4 separate regions of the Mus musculus genome follow, and regions 2, 3 and 4 are each linked to region 1. The links are chromatin contacts, called in public ChIA-PET and HiChIP or PLAC-seq maps. All regions are on one chromosome and are shown on one strand. The core of a region is the stretch at or near the end of the contact, and the rest is flanking DNA. Distances in the headings are between cores, read along the strand shown. Region 1 overlaps 4933406I18Rik (RIKEN cDNA 4933406I18 gene). Region 2 overlaps Rras2 (related RAS viral (r-ras) oncogene 2). Region 3 overlaps Pde3b (phosphodiesterase 3B, cGMP-inhibited). Region 4 overlaps Pde3b (phosphodiesterase 3B, cGMP-inhibited).

Region 1 (2,566 bases), core at 29-2,528:
AATCTACCATGTCAAAACAGAGTGTCGTAATGGTGACATTAGATCATTAGACCGGAATCTAACCATCAGCTCCACGACTGGAGTGTTCTGTCCTAGTTTCCCGCAGTCAATCAGTTCTTTCAAAGTCTTGCTTTTTACCGGATGCTCATTAGGGCCTTTGTAAGCACAATGGTTATAGAACAAAAGAGATTGTGAACTGTATCTCACTCAGTGAGTGAGTAACACAGGAGTCATTAGAGTAGAAATGAGACTCTCTAAACAGTCATCTGAACCACAGACAGAATGTCATCAGAGAGGAAGTCAAGAGTTCTGCTGGAAATGGAGCTGGTTGGGCCCTACATAGCAGTAGCTGTTGCAGAAAAGGAAGCCCTGACCGTGGTGGTGACGAGGTAGGAGGTGGTGCAGTGCTTTTGAGAATCATTGCTTCCAAAGATCCTACAGAGTCAGGCTGTCTTCTCAGAGTCTGCCTTGCTATGTGAATGCTTGGCTTAGAGAAAGCCAATGTGCTACTTGCAAAGCAAGCCAAGTCCCACATTTGATTCTGTAAAGGTGATAACAACTTGAAAAAATTTAAGCTGGCAGCGAATAGGTTGCTGTGCCTAAGGGAATCACTGTGCCAGCAAAGAGCAGAATAAAATCAAAGCCACATCTATTTTTTTTCCTGTTTTGTTTTATGAGATGGGGTGCCTTGCTATATTTCTCAGTCTACCCTCAAATTCCTGAGCTCAAACGATCTTTCTGTCTCGGGCTCTCAGTAGTTGAGACTATAGGAATAGGTTTTCATTCCTGATATGGCTGATACCTTTCATTCCTGCCTCCCCAAATTACCCATTGGTTAACGCTCAGAGAAGGGCATTTAGAATAACCATTATTGTGCTGGGGAGATGCCTCAATGGGTAAGAACCTTTGCTGTGAAATCATGAGGACCCGAGTGCAGATCTGCAGGACCTAGGTGAAAAAGCAGGACCTGGCAACATACTGTCATCCTAGTTCTAAGTGAGGGCTGAGCTAATAGCTTGAAGGGACAAGTTTCTGCATTTGTTACACCAGAAACAGTAAGACTAATGTCTGTCTGAGTCAGTTCAGGAGCCAGAAAGAGCCCCGGCTGCTTAGCTGGGAACTGCTCAAGAAGTAGTTTGCTCCTCCTTAATGGGATGGCTTTGCTACAAGAACCAGAAGAAAGTAAAGAAGGCATTCTTAGCTTGGGTCCAGGGGAAAGCCAGTCTGGCAGAAACTCTTCAGTTCCCTCAGCCAGGAAGCAGCAATCTACGTAAACAGGAAGTAGAAAAGGCTGGGGGAGAGGGTGGCGGTTAGCTGGCAAGAAACAAGAGCTGACAGCAGCTGGGTGTAAGTGCTTACATGCAAAAGAGTCAGATACAGGTCCAAGGCTTTGCATGTTAAACGCTCCGGTGCTGCCCTTTGGAGGCCTTGCCTCACAAAGGTGTTTGTGCAGTCTGTGTGGGGTTCCATCTGCAAAAGGGTGCATCTTTGAACACCTACGTTCCGCCAAATATCTGCTAAGTGGTTTAGATTTATTTAATTATCTTAGAATTCTATGAGCATGGGACTAGTTGAAGAGTTGAAAAAAGAAACGGACTCAGAAGGAGTAAGTTACTCTGTTCAAATTCAATGCACAGACTTTGGAAAACTGTCTTTTCTGAAAACTGTTAAACATGATCTACTGAAAGACGTGAGGCCAGTGATGTGCCTCTGGGTAAAGATCCATACAAACAAGCCTGGCATCCGAGTCTACCTGAGGGAAGAGGAGAACTGATTCCTGTAAGGAGTCCTCAGACAGAACTGTGCCCCACATGTGCCCCGCCCTGGCCCCAGTAAATAAGTACATGTACATAAAAGATTTTAAAGACAATGTATCCCCCCCATTTTCACCTGTGTGTGTGTGAGTGTGTGTGTGTGTGTGAGAGAGAGAGAGAGAGAGAGAGACGACTGACAGAAAGACAGAGACAGAGAGAGAGACACAAAGACACACACAGAGACAGAGAGAGGCAGAGACAGAGACAGAGACAGACAGACAGACAGACAGACAGACAGACAGACAGACAGACAGACACACACACACACACACACACACACACACAGAGAGAGAGAGAGAGAGAGAGAGAGAGAGAGAGAGAGAGAGAGAGACAGACAGACAGACCTGCTGGGAGTTTGGTACCTCAAGATGAAGCTGAGTATCTTCTCAGCCATCAGCTGTCAGAAACTCATTGGACTGGAAGAAGAACTTTATGGGTTTGTTTTTTGTTTTTGTTTTGTTTTTTTTAATGAGAAGTGAGTGGCCACAGATGTTGCTGCCAAGAGTATCTACTTCTAAGTCAGAGTTCAGTACAGAATAAGAGTATTTTAGAGTAACAAATAAATGATCACACCATGAAATAAAAAGATGTATTGAAGAGGAAGTTGATCAGGGAGGGAGAGAATAAAGGGTTGGAGGGCTCTAGTGAGGGTTGATGGGACCAAAGTGTATCATATGAACATTTTACAATGGTATTACTGTTTCAAAAAATTTTTAAAAATTACTATATGTGTGTATGTGTCTGGGTATTTC
Region 2 (2,566 bases), core at 27-2,526, 250 kb before region 1:
CTGCACTACTTCTTCAAGGCCACTCAATAAACAAGCAGGAAGACTACGGTTTAAATTCAGACCCAATGCTAATAAGGTCATCAGAGCCTAAGAATTATTATTTAATAAAAATTCACTGAATACCAAATTTTCTATTGGCCTATAAAATAAGGAAGAATATTTCCAAAAATATGAGAAAAGGCAAGATTTATAAACCCACACCCCTGTCATCTTCTTGAGGTCCTGCCCAGTTCTCTTGGGAGGGGATTCTGAAACAGTCTAGATGCAAAGTCCTTAAGAGCCTACCCTGAACACTGAAATTCAGCATGGCCCTACAGACACTTTTACCCACAGAACAAGTTTTACATTTCCCTATGACAAAATAGAGCAGAACCTGAGATTTGGTAGCTGCTTGGTTTCTTGATTAGAGGATTTATAAAGGCTGGCTGCAGGCAGCAAGGCGAGACGATGCATGATTATGCAGTCAGGGGATTGAAAGTCAAGTCCAGAAGCCACGCTGGACAGATGCCTGAGCCCTTAGGCGAACTGAATAACTCTGCAAGGGCGGAAGAGGTGGCTGAGCAGGTAAGAGCACTTGCTACTCTTGCAGAGGACCAGCGTTCAGTTTGCAGCACCCACGTGGTGGTGGCTCACAACCATCTGTAACTCTTGTTCCAAGGGATCAAAAGTCTGTCCTCCTGAAGCACCAGGGACAAATGCAGCGCCCATACACACGGATAGCAAAGCGTTCAGGCCCGGAAAATACATAAATAAATCTTGCTTTTAAAAAGGATAAGGTAGGCATAACCCAAAGTCTACTTTAAATGTGGCAAGAAGGAAGATAACCTCCTAGATAAGAGGTGCAAGGACCCATTCCCTCTTCCAAGGAACAGAAGTCCACACCGTTGCCCCTGGGAATCAGGCTGCCAGTCTCGAGTGACCACCATGTCCTCTATTCTCCCCACCCAGTGTGGGACACGCTGGCTGAGTTTCCCCACCTCTGTCCCGTGTGTGTGTGTGTGTGTGTGTGTGTGTGTGTGTGTGTGTGTGTAGGCAGCGGAGAGAAGCAGAAAGAGACTGAGGGTAAATTAGCTCTGTTTGTCCTCCATGTAGGAAACCACACAGCTCGTGTGCGTCTGAACCTCAGCTTCCTTGCCTATGAGACAGAAAAAAAACAAACAAAAAACCTCACTGCCTTGGGGGGAGGGGGGGGCACGTGTACAGAGCACAACACATGACACACAGTAGGCCTATTAAATTACAGTGCATATACCCCACACTCTCACGGGAAAATGATCACATGTTCCCATGCCAGCCTCTTCCCCTGGGGCTGACGGGGCAGCTCTGTGGTAAAGCGCTTGCCTAGAGTGCACAAGGTGCAAGGTTCCAGCCATGCCCACAAAGAAGGCTCTTAACCTTCAAAAAAAAAAAATCTTACTTTCTCACCTAGGATCCTGTAAACAACCTAATGAAACTCACTGAGTCATAAAAATAAAATCTACAGGCAAATAAAGAGGGACTAGGTAGGAAGAGAAATAGAGTCAGTAGAAGGAGAGTAATGGGGCATATCTGATTATATGTGTGTGTGTGTGTGTGTGTGTGTGTGTATGTATGTATGTATGTATGTGTATATATATATGTGTATATATATAATTAGCATGTAATTAACACCTACCTGTTTACCCGTTTTCAGAGCCATGAGGTAGACTGAGTAAAACTCAGTGTCTCTCTTGTTACCTCACTTCCCCTTTTCACAAATGTGCACGTGGGACATGTATAAATAAATAACCCCGCTGGGCTTTACATGTAAACTTCTCCCTAGGCCCTTCTACAAGTTGCTCCTTGCTCCTGAACAGAATCCAAGAGAGCACACATTGTCTTCACTCTGTAACTAGTATCTTCTTCAAGTGGTTTTCAGGAACTTTCTAATTTCAACATTCAATGCACCTCTTCCGGTGTCTCGATCATATTTGCCGGCACTCACCTGGCAACCCCCCACCCAGCCCCGCCTCAGTAAAACACGGGTGGCCAAGGCAGCACTGTCCTTTATTATGCATCTCTCCTGCTCCACACCAACATTATCTCTGGCTCCTGGGTAGGAACTGAAGGAGAGCATAGAGTCAAAGACCACACCAATCAACTTTGATGTTCTTTCTCATGAATGCCTGTGGGTTTCCTGGGAGAGTCCCTAGAATGGGGTGTGTGACATAAAATTCTCAGGCTCTAGAGAAACCTACTTACAACTCTCAACCCTGAATCAAAGAGGCTTTCATGGGTCCCTCCTGGTGCAAGTCGTCATCTGTCAGTTAGCCATCAGTGCGTGGCGTCCCTGTATAGGTGGCTTTGTGTGGGCTCCACCCAGCAGTCAGGACATCCAGGCAGCTCACCTTGCAGCTTCTTCCGTTCCCTCCACTCCACCCTCTTGCACTATGGATCTGCAGATTCCCAGCCTGATCAGCGTGTGCACCCACAAGGCCAAGCTCTCAGAGGACTGCTAGAGGTCCCACCATTTGGCCTACATAAAGAGAACTTCAAAGGCAACCCAAGGGTCAGAGCCAAGATGACTCAGTGGTAAAACTCCATAGCT
Region 3 (2,566 bases), core at 24-2,523, 160 kb after region 1:
AATTAAAAAACATAAATCATCAACTATTTAGCATAGTAGAAGATAATGAAATCAGAGGAAACAAACCCAACTTCATATTCTGTTACTTTGCAATGACAGAAAAAAACTTAGTTATGATAGCCTGGCATAACTTAGGGACCCAGTATAAAACAGAATTCCATCAAAATAGTTCAAATAATAATGTTTTAATAAAAAATATTCTAGATAATAAAAGCAGTTAAGAATATGGCTAAGAGAAGGCTAGAGACTTGCAACAGTAGAAAGCACCTTACCTGTGACTTGAAGAACAGGCGTTTTCAAAGTTCAGTCATCACCGAAGCTGATGAATCCTCTGAAAACTTGCAGTCTGGAGGACCAAATCGTTGCTGGAGGAGTGGTATGCAGATCCAGGGAAGCAGAATAGAGGAATTAACCTGTTTTACCTTTGAATACACTCTAGTTTCCTGCTGTTGACTCCTGCTGTGTAAGTTAAGTGTAAGCAGAAACCAGCTGCACACAGTTTAGCTGACACAGAGTATAGGGCTTAACTCCCTTATGTTTCAAAGGAGAACAAAAAATGGGCCTAGGAGGCTAAAGCAGAGATGTCCTCTATACCACTGCATGCCTCCTCTTCTCATACACGAAGCCAGGCTCGTATGTCAAGTTGCTGTGCTTTTTACATGCTTTGCTAAGCAGTGGGCACGTTGTTAGCACACAGCAGTAAACTGTTAAGTATAAGATGGTATTTCCTAATGGCTAACAATTCCTAAAGCACTAGAATTAAATCTAAAGTATGGCTAGTCATATGATTTTGTGATGTGTACTTCTTCATATGTGAAATGGAGAAGGCCCAGAATTACAGGAATATGGGTAATTATAGTAAATTAATATTGTATGTAGTCAGAGTCACCATAAACATCATCCTAGTAGTTGATTAGTAGGAATAATAGAAAAACAATAGTGTAATAGTAGGCTCTTCCCTGTCTCTGTCCCTCACAGACCCCTTCTCCTCCTGTTTTAGATTTCCTGAACGGGGTTCTTTTTTTCTTTCAAATTTTGTTCATGTATTAGAGTCTATTATAAACTACAACTGTAGTTTAACATTTTTATCTACCCTTTTATGTTTTTATGTTCAGTAAACACCAAGTTAAATGATGGTCTCCACTGGACACAGAATTAGAAAAATTGGAAGTACTGAAATTTGTTCAGTTTCAGTAGCACAGATGTGAAGAAGCTCAAGAACTAAGAACACAGCACGTTTCACAGTTCACACGGGAATGCACCACAGCACACAGTCTTTTAACTTTGACATGAGTGTTGCAGTTCTGTTTTTGAGGATGCATATATGTTTTTCTTTTGGGCCGCATAGAGAAAAATGAAGTAAAACCTCATTGACGTAATTGAACTTGATAACATCTCCTGGTTGTGCTGCTGATGATTCACTGTGGTTTTGGTGGTTTTGTAGAACTCTGTAAAGCATGTTAGACTTATAAACATATTCAAACAGAAACTTTTATCAGGATTCAACTTTTAGCCACAAAGAAAAGATGAATTTAAATAAAAGCAGCCTTGGGTACAACTTTATCAAACCAACTAAAAATTTTTAAAAGAATATACATTTCATATGTAACCTAGAAAAAGCAGTAGTGTTTTAAAATTAGCGTCAGTGTGTAAGCCATAGTTTGTGAAAAGACTCGGTCATTTCAGATAATGCAGTCGTTCAGAGTACTGTCGTTTTGAGGGACATAGTCATAAATATGTAAGCACATTCTCTATAGTCACTGGGATGCTTTTATTGTGATTCACAGTTCAGCTTTACTCTTCTCTTAATGTTGGTCTAGTGGTATGGGAGTTGAAGTTTAGTTGTCTCAGCCTTGCTAACATGAAAAGTATTCATGCAGAGTAGTGACTGTCTACCTGGAAGCAAGATTTCAGTAGACCTGCATACTATATAGGAGAAGTAAATACTTAGACCAAATACTTGAAAACATTAAATTATACTTGCCATGCATTGTGCACTCTGTATGTCTGATAGCCTCCCACCACTTTTAGGTAAATTTTTAAAAATAAATTTTTACTACTTTAATAAATTATAAACAACCTCTTTTTGTGTTTTTGTTTCAACAACCTCTTTTTGTAGTAACAAAGGTATTTCGTTATAAGAAGTAAATAAGTTACATGTTTTGGGTTCATTTATATTTAATCCCTTTCTGCTTCGTTTAAATGAGACCATAAAACCACAGTTAGACAGGGGAGGCAGGCATTGCTCATTACTGTTGGTTCTATACATTCATGGACATTGAAATTATAAACATTTTCACTAATGTCTACTTTCTGCTTGTGCTAGTTATTAATTTCATGAGACATATCATATTTAACTTTTGAGAAATAGAATTATTTCATATTTTGTTTAAATTATTTTAGTAGTTTGCTCCATTTTCTAAAGCATAATAAAAAGATAATCTATAGCCAAAATTGTGTTTACATTTGTGCTGTTTATATTGAATCTTGCTCATCATGTTTGAAATGCCAGTTGTTTTCTGCAAGTAAAAGCTTTGGGTAGCTGGGCATGATGACACAACCTGTA
Region 4 (2,566 bases), core at 21-2,520, 140 kb after region 1:
TCTCCTGAGAGGCTCTGCCAGTGCCTGACTAATACAGAAGTAGGTGCTCACAGTCATCCATTAGACAGAGCACAGGGTCCCCAATGAAGGAGCTAGAGAAAGTACCCAAGGAGCTGAAGGGGTTTGCAGCCCCCTAGGAAGCACAACAATATGAACTAACCAGTAACCCCAGAACGCTCTGGGACTAAACCACCAATCAAAGAAAACACACGGAGGGACTCGTGGCTCTAGCTGTATATGTAGCAGAGGATGGCCTAGTTGGTCATCAATGGGAGGAGAGACCCTTGGTCCTGTGAAGGCTCTCTGCCCCAGTATAGGGGAATGCCTGGGCCAGGAAGCAGGAGTGGGTGGGTTGGGGAATAGGGGGAGGGAGGAGAGGATGGGGATTTTTGGAGGGGATACTAGGACAGGGGATAACAGTTGAAATGTAAATAAAGAAAATATCTAATAAAAAAATGAAATGAACAAACAAACATGTGGATAGATGAAGTTGCCAAGGAAGAGTATATCCAGAACACAAACGGGGACTCAGATTTAAGTATTGGGCCACAATTCCATTGTAAACCAGAGGAAGAGGACTTGAGAAGTAGGAGAGACACCCAGGAGAGGAGATCACTTAAACCTCGATGGGGGTGGGGTGAGTGGGGGAGGTTTTGAGGATACAAACTAGGTTGGATAATTTTGAAAAGCTGATGCAGAGGTGATTTGTAAATTGTTATAGGATTTTGCAAAGTGAGGATTGTTTTTGTCCTTTAAAAGTTGTTTCAGCCAAATTGTTGCCGTCAACATCAGATCAGAGCAGGCAGAACAGTCCCTGGGACGAGGGGGAAGAGAAGAGGGGGAAGAGAACAGTCCCTGGGACGAGGGGAAGAGAAGAGGGGGAAGAGAAGACCCTTTTGAGAAACCTTTAGCTGCTCTGGGGAAGGACAGAGAACTGAACAGTTACTTATGAGGAGGAAGTACATTCTCTAGAGTGAAGAGGCTTTTTTGTTTTGTTTTGTTTTTTGTTTTTGTATTCTCTAGAGTACTTCTGAACTTAGGATGCATCTATCCTTGCTATCTTCTCTCTTAAAGTGAAGTCTGTCAATTATCTGTTACCTGGAAGATTGATTCCTAATACCTTTTTGCAGGAAGAGGAAGGCTAGTTTATTTTTCACATTTTCTGTGTACTATAGTTCTCTCTTTCATTTTGTTAGAGTCCTTAGCAAGTGGTTCCTGTTTCTTTGAATGATAAGGACTGAAGCTTCTGCTTTTCTATGTTGTAATAGCTGTCAGGGAAAATTTGAGTGACAGTGCTAGTGATAACTGTAATTAGACAATATATAATGACGTTTACTGTGCAGATGGGGCTATTTGAGAAGACATGTTTAAATTTTTTTCTTCTGATTTGTACATGTGACACACCTGTACCTACCCATCCGTACACAGCTCCCTGTAAGCATACGGTGCCACAGTGTACATGTGGAAGTCAGAAGACAGCCTCCACAGTTTTCTCCTTAGACTTTGCTTCTAAAGCAAGCTCTGTGATATTGTTTCTGTCTTGCTGTGTATCCACACTAGATGGCCCATGAGCTTCCAGGTGGCTTCTGACATTTTTACCAACTGACCCTTCTTGTTGGTCCCTGCTTTTAAAATTTTAATATTGAAAGCCACATGAAAGCCACATGAAAGGAGTGGTTATTAACCTCAACAGAGAAACTATGGGCCGAGAAACGGTCTGTATTGTTGTAGAGCTTTTCTTCTCAGCCACCTTGTTTATTGGGCTCTGCATTTACAAAGCAATGTCTCATCTTCTTCAGTATATATCTTTGATAAATCATTTTAGCAGATAATTCTTTGCTTTTATGTCTATTATAAAAGTGTATATTTAGTATTCAATCATTTGTAACTTTATTATCTTTGAGAATCAAATTCTAAAACTAGATGGGATATTTAATTAAATAGTAATGAAAATAAATTTACTAATAGGCAGACATTTTGCTAAGCTGTTTCATTCCTTCTTTATGTTGTTGTTTACTTTGATAGCTGTGAATTTGAGTTTTTAATGTATTTGTACTCTTAACAATGAGTGCATTTGTTTCTTGTTTTGCTGTTCTTTTATATGGTTTACCATTTCTAGGATGACAGAGTAGGCCATCAGATTACCATTCTTAAACAACACTCTTGGTTTTATGACATTTCATTTTGACAATGCTAAAGAACATGCTCACAGGCTTCATTAATGAGTGTTAATGCTGTATCTATGGGTGCTCTACCTACTACAGAAAATTGTAATTTGTATATTAGTAAGCATTAGAATATGTAATTAAAGTTCTTGTTAGTAAAATGCTTAAGTTGCAAATAGAGTTCATGGGTTTAAGTCTTTGTTATTTTACTATCAGAATTAAAATTTTAAGTTATAGCCAGGCGTGGTGGCGCACGCCTTTAATCCCAGCACTCGGGAGGCAGAGGCAGGCAGATTTCTGAGTTCGAGGCCAGCCTGGTCTACAAAGTGAGTTCCAGGACAGCCAGGGCTACACAGAGAAACCCTGTCTCGAAAAACAACAAACAAACAAACAAACAAACA

What was found. ChIA-PET counts read pairs in DNA pulled down with a chosen protein or histone mark. HiChIP or PLAC-seq counts read pairs in DNA pulled down with a chosen protein or histone mark.
Region 2: a contact with region 1 is called in an H3K27ac HiChIP or PLAC-seq map of regulatory T cell precursor, with 7 times the contacts expected there. The contact joins two enhancer-like sites. A contact is called at or near these places in 1 of 484 Hi-C or Micro-C datasets (CD4 T cells) and 4 of 115 datasets of contacts at active chromatin or transcription factors (CD8 T cells, microglia, pancreatic cancer cells and 1 more).
Region 3: an RNA polymerase II ChIA-PET map of effector CD8 T cells shows a contact between it and region 1, with 82 read pairs. The contact joins two enhancer-like sites. A contact is called at or near these places in 5 of 39 promoter capture datasets (the 3T3-L1 cell line, the C10 cell line, the HPC-7 cell line and 2 more), 1 of 15 datasets of contacts at CTCF or cohesin (CD8 T cells), 12 of 484 Hi-C or Micro-C datasets (CD4 T cells, CD8 T cells, Th1 cells and 5 more) and 11 of 115 datasets of contacts at active chromatin or transcription factors (the 230-238 cell line, CD4 single positive thymocytes, CD8 T cells and 8 more).
Region 4: a contact with region 1 is called in a BATF HiChIP or PLAC-seq map of CD8 T cells, with 10 read pairs. The contact joins two enhancer-like sites. A contact is called at or near these places in 7 of 39 promoter capture datasets (the C10 cell line, the HPC-7 cell line, cranial neural crest and 4 more), 3 of 484 Hi-C or Micro-C datasets (bone marrow-derived macrophages, liver and nephron progenitors) and 8 of 115 datasets of contacts at active chromatin or transcription factors (the 230-238 cell line, CD8 T cells, the HPC-7 cell line and 4 more).

What each region holds. Positions count from the first base shown.
Region 1 is chr7:114,316,298-114,318,863 of GRCm38.p6, forward strand. The region is part of intron 3 of 4933406I18Rik (RIKEN cDNA 4933406I18 gene); the gene reads right to left. Among named protein-coding and RNA genes, the nearest start is that of Psma1, 41 kb to the left of the region's middle. Within about 2 kb of position 1,279, at least 192 of the 459 cell types and tissues checked have an H3K27ac peak or open chromatin away from gene starts, as enhancers often do. A contact at or near this core is called in the 230-238 cell line, CD4 single positive thymocytes, CD8 T cells and 11 more, where this site is marked.
Region 2 is chr7:114,068,110-114,070,675 of GRCm38.p6, forward strand. All of the region lies in intron 1 of Rras2 (related RAS viral (r-ras) oncogene 2), which reads right to left. Among named protein-coding and RNA genes, the nearest start is that of Gm51454, 33 kb to the left of the region's middle. Within about 2 kb of position 1,277, at least 89 of the 459 cell types and tissues checked have an H3K27ac peak or open chromatin away from gene starts, as enhancers often do. A contact at or near this core is called in CD8 T cells, pancreatic cancer cells and regulatory T cell precursor, where this site is marked.
Region 3 is chr7:114,478,623-114,481,188 of GRCm38.p6, forward strand. The region is part of intron 1 of Pde3b (phosphodiesterase 3B, cGMP-inhibited); the gene reads left to right. Among named protein-coding and RNA genes, the nearest start is that of Pde3b, 65 kb to the left of the region's middle. Within about 2 kb of position 1,274, at least 129 of the 459 cell types and tissues checked have an H3K27ac peak or open chromatin away from gene starts, as enhancers often do. A contact at or near this core is called in the 230-238 cell line, CD4 single positive thymocytes, CD8 T cells and 10 more, where this site is marked.
Region 4 is chr7:114,452,156-114,454,721 of GRCm38.p6, forward strand. All of the region lies in intron 1 of Pde3b (phosphodiesterase 3B, cGMP-inhibited), which reads left to right. Among named protein-coding and RNA genes, the nearest start is that of Pde3b, 38 kb to the left of the region's middle. Within about 2 kb of position 1,271, at least 99 of the 459 cell types and tissues checked have an H3K27ac peak or open chromatin away from gene starts, as enhancers often do. A contact at or near this core is called in the 230-238 cell line, CD8 T cells, the HPC-7 cell line and 4 more, where this site is marked.